Linked DNA regions of Sus scrofa: regions 1 and 3 are each linked to region 2. A link is a contact called in public Hi-C and targeted proximity ligation data. All regions are on one chromosome and are shown on one strand. The core of a region is the stretch at or near the end of the contact, and the rest is flanking DNA. Distances in the headings are between cores, read along the strand shown.

Region 1 (2,735 bases), core at 78-2,577, 130 kb after region 2:
CTAGTTGGATCCCCTTTAAAGTACCTAGGAACCAGATCAAAGTGATGAGTATGCAGATGGTCAAGTAGAACGTTGTCAGGCTTCCAGAATCTTCCCTGTTCCAAGGCTCAGTACTATCTGGACAGATTTAGCAAAGAAATACATTTACTGTATTTTATCTGACAATATTATTAAGGCCTTTGGTAGCTCTATCTTAGTCCTGTACCATCAGAGGGGGGAAAAAAATCTGAGATTAGTCATCAAAACCTGGAGCAATACTTCTCAAAGTCTGGTCCCAGATAAACTACAGTAGACTAACCTGAGGAATCTGTGAAAAAAGTAGATTACTGAGTTTCACCCTCGACTCACAGAAACAGAAATTCCAGGAATGAACCTGGGGATATGCATTTTTGATGCTTTTGAGGCACATCAAAGCATTAAAGGATTATTTAATGTCTTTCTTCTCCCAGCAGTACATACGCAAAGCCTTTTTCTGCTTGTAGAAAGGAGATAATAAAAGTACAGTATCTGACATTAATGATGTCCTTAATAAATATTCATCCTTAATCCTTTCTTAAAGGAACTTTGGGCTTCAGGAACAAGAGTGGGTGTATAACCAAGGTCCTTTCCCAGTCCCCTGAAGGAAAGAAAGTCAGAGGCCACCTTTGTTCACCTCCATATAAACTAGGCCCTAATCCATCTAGACATGACCCTCTCCGGGCTAGCAGTCAGGAGAGCCTCTGGGCAGTGGCTCCAGCAATACATGTTGAGAGCTGTTTGTGTGGCAAGCAGAATGGATCTTCAGTCAGTGTGCAGAGAAACCTGCAATTATTTACCCCTTCTCTTAATTACTACTGTAATTCTTTCCCTTCTGGATCAAAGAGTTAAAAATCAAAATTCCACACACAACCTCCCACATTTCCACCCCCCTCCCCACTCTTCCTAATTTTAATCTCTGCATTTTCCAGCATTTTATCTGAAAGTCAGTCACGATTAATGAACAGATCACTGCACGTTGAGAACCTTGTGCCAGAAAACGGGGTAGAATCCAGCAGACTCAAGATTTGGGTTTAGAAAGACTACAGGCCCCAACATGCAAGTTCCCCTTTCAAAGACTACCATTCCCAACATGCAGTGCAGTCAGGGTTAGCAAAGGAAAAGAACTGGCTGGAAATTCCCAGCTTAGTAGGAAATTTTGCCTTGGTGCCACCCTCAGGCAAAGGAATGATTTCGAAAGGCCCCGGAGGATATTTTTCGCAGAAGTGGTCACTCCCTAAATCCCGGCAAGGAAGGGGAGGAGTCTGATCCCTGTCCCTCCCCTTCTCCAGTAAACTTCTGCCGCTCTAGGTTTGGCGGCGGGAGTTCGAGGGACCTGGAGCAACTACACACCCCAAGCTTTCCTAATGGTTTCAGTTACAAGATCCGTGTTTGGAGACCTCCCCTCGGGGGCAGGGACGGTGGAAAAGTTCCAGCTGCAATCAGACCAGCTGAGAGTGGACATCATCTCCTGGGGCTGCACCATCACGGCCCTGGAGGTCAAAGACAGGCAGGGCAGAGCCTCAGACGTGGTGCTTGGCTTTGCTGAATTGAAAGGTGGGTTGGATTCCGCCCCGGGCTGCGGAGGGGCCCCAGGCCCATCCGTTAACACCGCCTCACACTGGAGACTCGCGCTGCAGGGATGCGGGGCCGAAGGGAAGTACTGAGGAGTGCTTGGATCTGACTCACTCACTGTGTTGCGATCTAATGTTTGGAAAAAACGAACTGCTGTAGGACTTGGTCTCTGGTTGTACATTCAGGCCTTTGTCTTAATTTTTAGAAAGTCAGTTGAGGGTAAAATAAAACTGCAGCAACTCTGGAATGATCTTTGAACTGCTTGATCTCTGAGGGTGAGAGGAAAGTGCAGGCCGGAGGGGGTGTGGCTCCCAGTTCTTCCCTTGTGCCCTTTTTGAAGAAGGAAAAAAATTAAAAGACATGCGTCTTCTACTTCCTTCTTGTTTAGATTCTCTTCGAGGTCTGGTGGTTTCAGAAATGCTCCATAACATAAGCTCAGCAGGTGCAAACAGCTTATCTGCTTTCGTCTGTGGGTACAGTGTCCCGCACCCCTTGGCTGATCAATACCCATATTGTCAAGAAAAGAGTCTCTTTGTAACTGGGATGGATTTTATTTTGTGGGAATCTGTAGGCAATTAAAAAATGTGTTAATTCATTCAGACACTGTTGAATCAGTTATCTGATCAGCGAGAAAGACAAGGTCCCCACCCTCATGGAAATTGCAATTTATTTTTTAATTTTTTTTTCTTTTTTTTTTTTAGGGCTGCACCTGAGGCATATGGAGATTCCCAGGCTAGGAGTCGAATCGGAGCTACAGCTATGCCACAGCCACAGCCATGCCAGATCCAAGCTGAGCCTGTGACCTACATGACAGCTCATGGCAACGCCAGATCCTTAACCCACTGAGCAAGGCCAGGGATCAAACCTGAAACTTCATGGTTCCTAGTTGCATTCGTTTCCATTGCACCACGATAGGAACTCCAGAACTTGCAATTTAGATGTGGAGATAGACCTTAGCCAAAAAATTGCACAAATAAATAGTTACAACTGCACTTTGATCAGGGCAAAGGAAAATGGGCATAGTGCTTGCTATTTCTTGGCACACCTGAGTAGCTAGACAGAAAAGGAGGTCTGAAAGTTGGCAAAAGGCAAATGCTTGAGAATTAATTCTCTGCTCCTTGGTAGGGGCTTGGACAAAATTTGTA
Region 2 (2,700 bases), core at 149-2,648:
AGTGCTATACAACCTCAGTGCTGTTCTCTTACATTTATAAAGCTGGCATCTGTCTTCCTCTCATTCTCAAAACAGGAAAAAATGTGACCATGTTAAATCAAGCAGGGACATTATCTAGGCCTAGGGACTTAATTCCCAGTTCCTCCAATCTCTTTCAACGAACCGAGTGACCTAGCACCATTACACTTGTGATAATAATGGCCCCTTTTTCTGATCGTTATTCTCCAGTGTCTGGGTTAGGATCCTGAGAGTCTCATAATGATTAGTCTCTAATCCCTATGGCATCTGCACTTTGGGGATGAGACTCCATTAGGGATCAAGAGAGCTGAGCAGTGGTTGACTCTCTCCTGAGTCAAGCAAGGCAGAATGAAGGTCCAGAGAGGAGATGGTTTAGGATCATGTCCCCCAAAGCAGGGCAAGGAGGTGACCATGGCTGATAGTCAATGAACCAAAGCCCAGATCAAGAAGTCCTCAAGGAGTTCCCGTCGTGGCGCAGTGGTTAACGAATCCGACTAGGAACCATGAGGTTGCGGGTTCGGTCCCTGCGCTTGCTCAGTGGGTTAACGATCCGGCGTCGCCATGAGCTGTGGTGTAGGTCGCAGACTTGTCTTGGATCCCGCGTTGCTGTGGCTCTGGTGTAGGCCGGTGGCCACAGCTCCGATTTGACCCCTAGCCTGGGAACCTCCATATGCCGCGAGAGCGGCCCAAGAAATAGCAAAAAGACAAAAAAAAAAAAAAAAAAAAAAAAAAAAAAAAGAAGTCCTCAAGACCCTCTTCTTCTTTTAAAACCTTGATTTTTCTAGTAAATGTAATCATCTTCTTGTTACCATGGTGATTTGGGTGCATTCTTATGCCCTTGCATTAGACTTGTTGGTATACTTTCAGCCTCTCCACTAGATGACAAATTCTATGAAGGCAGATACTGACTTGTTCATCTTTTAATTCCTCAGTGCCCAGTCTTGTAGAAAGTAGGTGCCCAATAAATGTCGATGTGATGATTCAAATCACAGGGCAACTTTCTATTGACTTAACTTTGTTCTCTTGTACACCATCTGCAGCTAATATACATATTGGATTTTTTTTAGGTCATTCACAAATCATTCTGATGTTTTGATTGTTTTTAAATATAAACGCTCTAAATCCGAAAACTCCTTGCTAAGGGAAGGATGTGCTAGCTTAAAGGCTCACTGGGGTACTGTTAACTACAAAATTCAAAAACTACCAGAAGTTGAACTGGTGAAGAGAGTGGTTGCAAAATGTAACTCTTTACATCAGTCATCTATTTTCTCCTCCTTGGAGTCAATTGCTCTTGGGCTAAAGTAGAATGGCCTGCTTTGGTTACCGCCCTACAGTTAAATGAGGAAGAAGGCTGGAACTGACCTTTAGAGCTCAGTGTCACCCTTCCTGTTAGAAGTAGCCCTTTTGTGTGTGACAGCAAAGCCCTGGCAACAATGCAAAAGTGGAAGGTGTTATGGCCCATGGACCTGAAGGTTAGATGTGGGCATTCTTCCAATGACTGCTGCACTCCAAAGGGATCTGTTTCTCTTGCTGTCCCCAGCAGCCCAGAGTTTGGCTGCCTTTCTGAAAGTGTCCCTAATATTTCTTCCACCCTGTCCCACTGAGGCTTGCTGCTTGGCACACCCTGCATGGCATGCCCTCATCATTCATTTGTCCCCCTTGTCTAGCTGGGACAACTGCACTTCTTTTGAGAATGTGATGCTATCTTTGCAGTGGTTGGCAGGGGCCATGCAAGCTAGAGTGTCCCATTATCAACTAGACTGGCCTATGCCCTCTCCGTTTTGGTCTATTTCCCTAAAACACCTATTGCCCTTGGGCCACTTTCCTTTCAGGAATCTACAGTGGCTGTCCACTGTCGGCTGGGAAGGAAGAGATGGCACATCTGCTGATTCCCCACAGCCCCTGTGTACTAGGAGTGCTGGATGATTTACATGCTCTTTTCAAGCATTCAAGCCTGTGAGGTAAGGCTCACTGGGGTACTATTAACTATAGCTGCAGAGTCTGCATCATTCCTCAGATGCAGACTCTGCAGCTCAAGGAGGTTAAGAAACCTGCTCCACATCACACACTGGGTAAGAAGTAGAGCTAGGACCGACCCACATTCTCTCCTCAACATCGATTGCCTGGAACTCAAACATTTCCTCATGGGTGCCCTCACCCTCCAGTGCTTTAGAAAGAAATACTCTGCCCCAGTCAGATCAATCTCTGAAAGGCCCTCACATGCCATGTTCTTTCAGGCAATGAAGAAATTCTTGTCAGCCTTTAAGTACTGAAGATCCAAATATGTAAATGGCTTTCTCTACAACAGAGAAAGTGAATGGCAGGGTAAAAACTCCTAGGCTTCCACATGGATCGCCACCACATGGTCTACCTCAGAGCCAGCCTCTTGATAGTGCCTTTGAATCAAAATCACCAGAACACACCTAGAGTCAGCTGTGGGTTCACAGACGAGGTGCAATGAGAGAGACTGCATACCCTCCATAAGCCAGTGTGAAAAGGAGCTTAGGCCTGTGTTTGGTGATTCTGCAGATGGTTCAAGGAAGTGGGGCTATGCTCTGGTTTGGATGTTGTCAGGAAGCAGGGGTGATTCTAGGATTGGCAGCTTACTGTTTATCCAGGAGGCAGGAGGAACAAAGCAAGTCCACAGCTGTAAATGGAAAAGAAGCTGAGTTATTCATTGTT
Region 3 (2,700 bases), core at 95-2,594, 170 kb after region 2:
ACCCAGATAATTTTTCTTGGCCACACCCATGGCATGCGAAAGTTTCTGGGCCAGGAATCAAACCCCGCCACAGCTCCACAGCTGTAACCAGAGCCACAGCAATGATAGTGCTGGATCCTTAACCCACTGAGCCATGAGGAAACTCCATAAGCCAGATATTCTTAGCCAGGGCAGGGTTCATACTTGTATATCTGGGAAGATGATGAAAGAACTTAAAGGGATTCATAAACTCCTGAAATTCTGTGTAAAACCTTGTGTGAGTTGGTTGCATCATCTTGGTCTACAGAGGGGTTTTCCAGTCTTTTTTCCTCTCTTGAGGTAACAATAGTTTATGGTTGCCTTATTATATATTATTGTATATAAGGATAGTCATCATTTTTGAGACTAGCAGTGGTATATTTTCTTCTTTGTAATCTTCAGGGTAGTTTAAAAATTTTTTTTCCTAATTTATCACCATTAAATTCCCTGAAGGGAGCTAGAAGTCTAGCTAGAGAAGGAAAATGGCAAACTAAGAAGAGTAACTTCTCCAAGGTCCTACCCGGAGGAGCTATAGCAGCCAAGACTCTGGGTCAGAAAACCAGCTTTTCTTTCTGCTTGATCAGATCAATGAAATTGTCTTGTAATACTCACCAGCCCTTGTTCAGTCAGGACTGCAGGCCTGGACATCAGTCTGTGGAGTGTGGGAGCAGGCAGGCATGCCGGCCGCTCTATAAGTGGGAAGCCAGAGCATGGTGTTCTATTTGAGTAACACTAAAAAAAGTAAAAACTGGTGATAATTGAATCTTATGGATTATTATTTACCCTGGAGCTGTTTCTTGTATGACAGACTCTCCCAGATGATGTTCAAGGAAGTTCAATACAGAAACTCCAAGGAACTCTCCTGGTAGCAATGAACCCCTCCAAGGGGATGCATTATTGAATCCCTCTCTACAAAATGGCCCCAAGAATGGCTTTATGAGGCTTCAGAATAACATCCAAAGCCACTCATGTTCCCTGCTAGAAAATATCACTGCTACAAGATTGGCAAGCGTGAGCCAGCATGGTGGGAATTTGGCAGGAAGAAAGCTCAGAAATTAGCACTTGGCTAGGTGTTGTATAATTCCTATGAAAATTCCAGACTAACATCAAGTAAGTTTGTCAGAAGGGGAGTTATTTTCTAGAACTCTCACTACCACCCTTGGAGAGCTGGTAGTTTAACACCCACCCTTCCCACACCCCAGGTCTGGACAGATGCCTGGCTCTGGTTCAAACCTGGTGCATAGCAATCCTTAGAGGTCGCCCCATTCTTAAGGGGATGAGAGATGACTGTGGGCTTTGCACCATGGGCCTGAGGCTGACTCAAGTCTCAGACCAGACTTGCTTTCAGTTCAGCTAGCATTTGTGGAACATCCACTGATTGCTAGGTGCTGCCTAAGGCACTGGCCATAGAAAGATGATCAAACACTGTCTGTGGCCTTGAAAAGCTTACAGGGAGTGGAGAATCTAGTGTAGTCAGGGCAGTGCTAGAATTATTGCCCTTGGGCCTAAGGGGAGCATAAAGGCAAGGATTTGAAGAGGCTTTCTTGAAAGCACCCTGAGCTTCAGGAAGCTTCTTAGTATCTGTGAGGATCTAGCCACAAGGAGAGTAAGAGTACTAAGCACAGAATGTGGGAGTGGAGTAGGCTATTAAGCCAAAAGCCACAGAGACAGTTGGGCAGAGTGGAGGCTAGGGTGAGACAAGGGAGGTGCAGCACTGGGGTGCAAAACTTAAGGCAGCACTCACTTTCAGGGTCCTGCAGGTACAGAGTCAGCCTCTGAGAGTGACTGTATCCTTAAATTTTGCACCCTAGCTCCTTGCTTGCCTCACCCTTGTCCCGGCTTTGTAGTTGAGTACAGTCATCATGGGCGTTCTGTGCCATCCTAAGGAGGAGCTAGGATTTTATCTTTAAATCATGGGAGACTTCGAAGCATTTTAAGCCAGGGAATTGACCTAGCGAGACTGGCATTTTACAAATACTAACCCAGCAACTGTTGTGGGTGGGGTTTGACTGGAGCCAGAGATGGATGAAGAGTCTATTTTAATAACCCGAGCAAGAGATGAGGAGGATCTAAATAAGATTTCAGATGGAAGAAATATAGTCTTATAATATTAAGAGGTAAAAACCAGGAGGCCTGAATTGAATATAGAAAATGAGGAAGCAGGAAGGCTGTGTGATGACGCCTAGGTTTCCAGGACAGCTTCTGGGCAGTAGGAATGGAGATAGTAAGTAGCAGGAATAGAGGAGGAGGAGGTGGGATGAGGGATGGGAGTGGATGGAGGAACTATGGATTTGGTCTCAGAGATATTTGAGATTAAGGTGCCTGTGGGGCATCCAGGTGAGGATGTCCAGTAAGCAGTCAGACAGATGGGTACAATGTTTGAGGAAAAATAAGAGTGAGAGTATATTGTAGATTAAGCCATGTGGATTTCCCAGAGAGGAACTGCAGATTGAGAAGAACAGTGGTCTGAGGGCTGAACCCAGGGGAATCTGAGGAAACCCCCCACCAATATTTAAGGTGCAAGAGAGGTTCACAATAAAGATGTCAAGTCAAGTTCCCCTTGTGGCTCAGCGGTAAAAATACCAACTAGTATCCACAAGGATCTGGGTTCAATCCCTGGCCATGCTCAGTGGGTTGTTGTTTCCTTGAGCTGCACTGTATGTTGCAGACAAGGTTCTGATC

Evidence for each region. Hi-C and Micro-C count contacts between places; a contact is called where the count stands out from the background.
Region 1: a Hi-C map of skeletal muscle shows a contact between it and region 2, with 4 times the contacts expected there. A contact is called at or near these places in 4 of 47 Hi-C or Micro-C datasets (embryonic fibroblasts, heart right ventricle and skeletal muscle) and 1 of 2 datasets of targeted methods (alveolar macrophages).
Region 3: a targeted proximity ligation map of alveolar macrophages shows a contact between it and region 2. A contact is called at or near these places in 6 of 47 Hi-C or Micro-C datasets (alveolar macrophages, blood, embryonic fibroblasts and 3 more) and 2 of 2 datasets of targeted methods (alveolar macrophages and skeletal muscle).

Annotation. Positions count from the first base shown.
Region 1 is chr3:101,681,413-101,684,147 of Sscrofa11.1, reverse strand. GALM (galactose mutarotase) reads left to right here and starts at 1,327. Exons shown (of 7, transcript NM_214406.1): 1 at 1,327-1,572. The coding sequence starts at 1,383.
Region 2 is chr3:101,816,024-101,818,723 of Sscrofa11.1, reverse strand. LOC102158799 (a long non-coding RNA gene) reads right to left here. Exons shown (of 3, transcript XR_302530.3): 3 at 723-2,665. Among named protein-coding and RNA genes, the nearest start is that of HNRNPLL, 64 kb to the right of the region's middle.
Region 3 is chr3:101,644,090-101,646,789 of Sscrofa11.1, reverse strand. All of the region lies in intron 4 of GALM (galactose mutarotase), which reads left to right. Among named protein-coding and RNA genes, the nearest start is that of GALM, 37 kb to the left of the region's middle.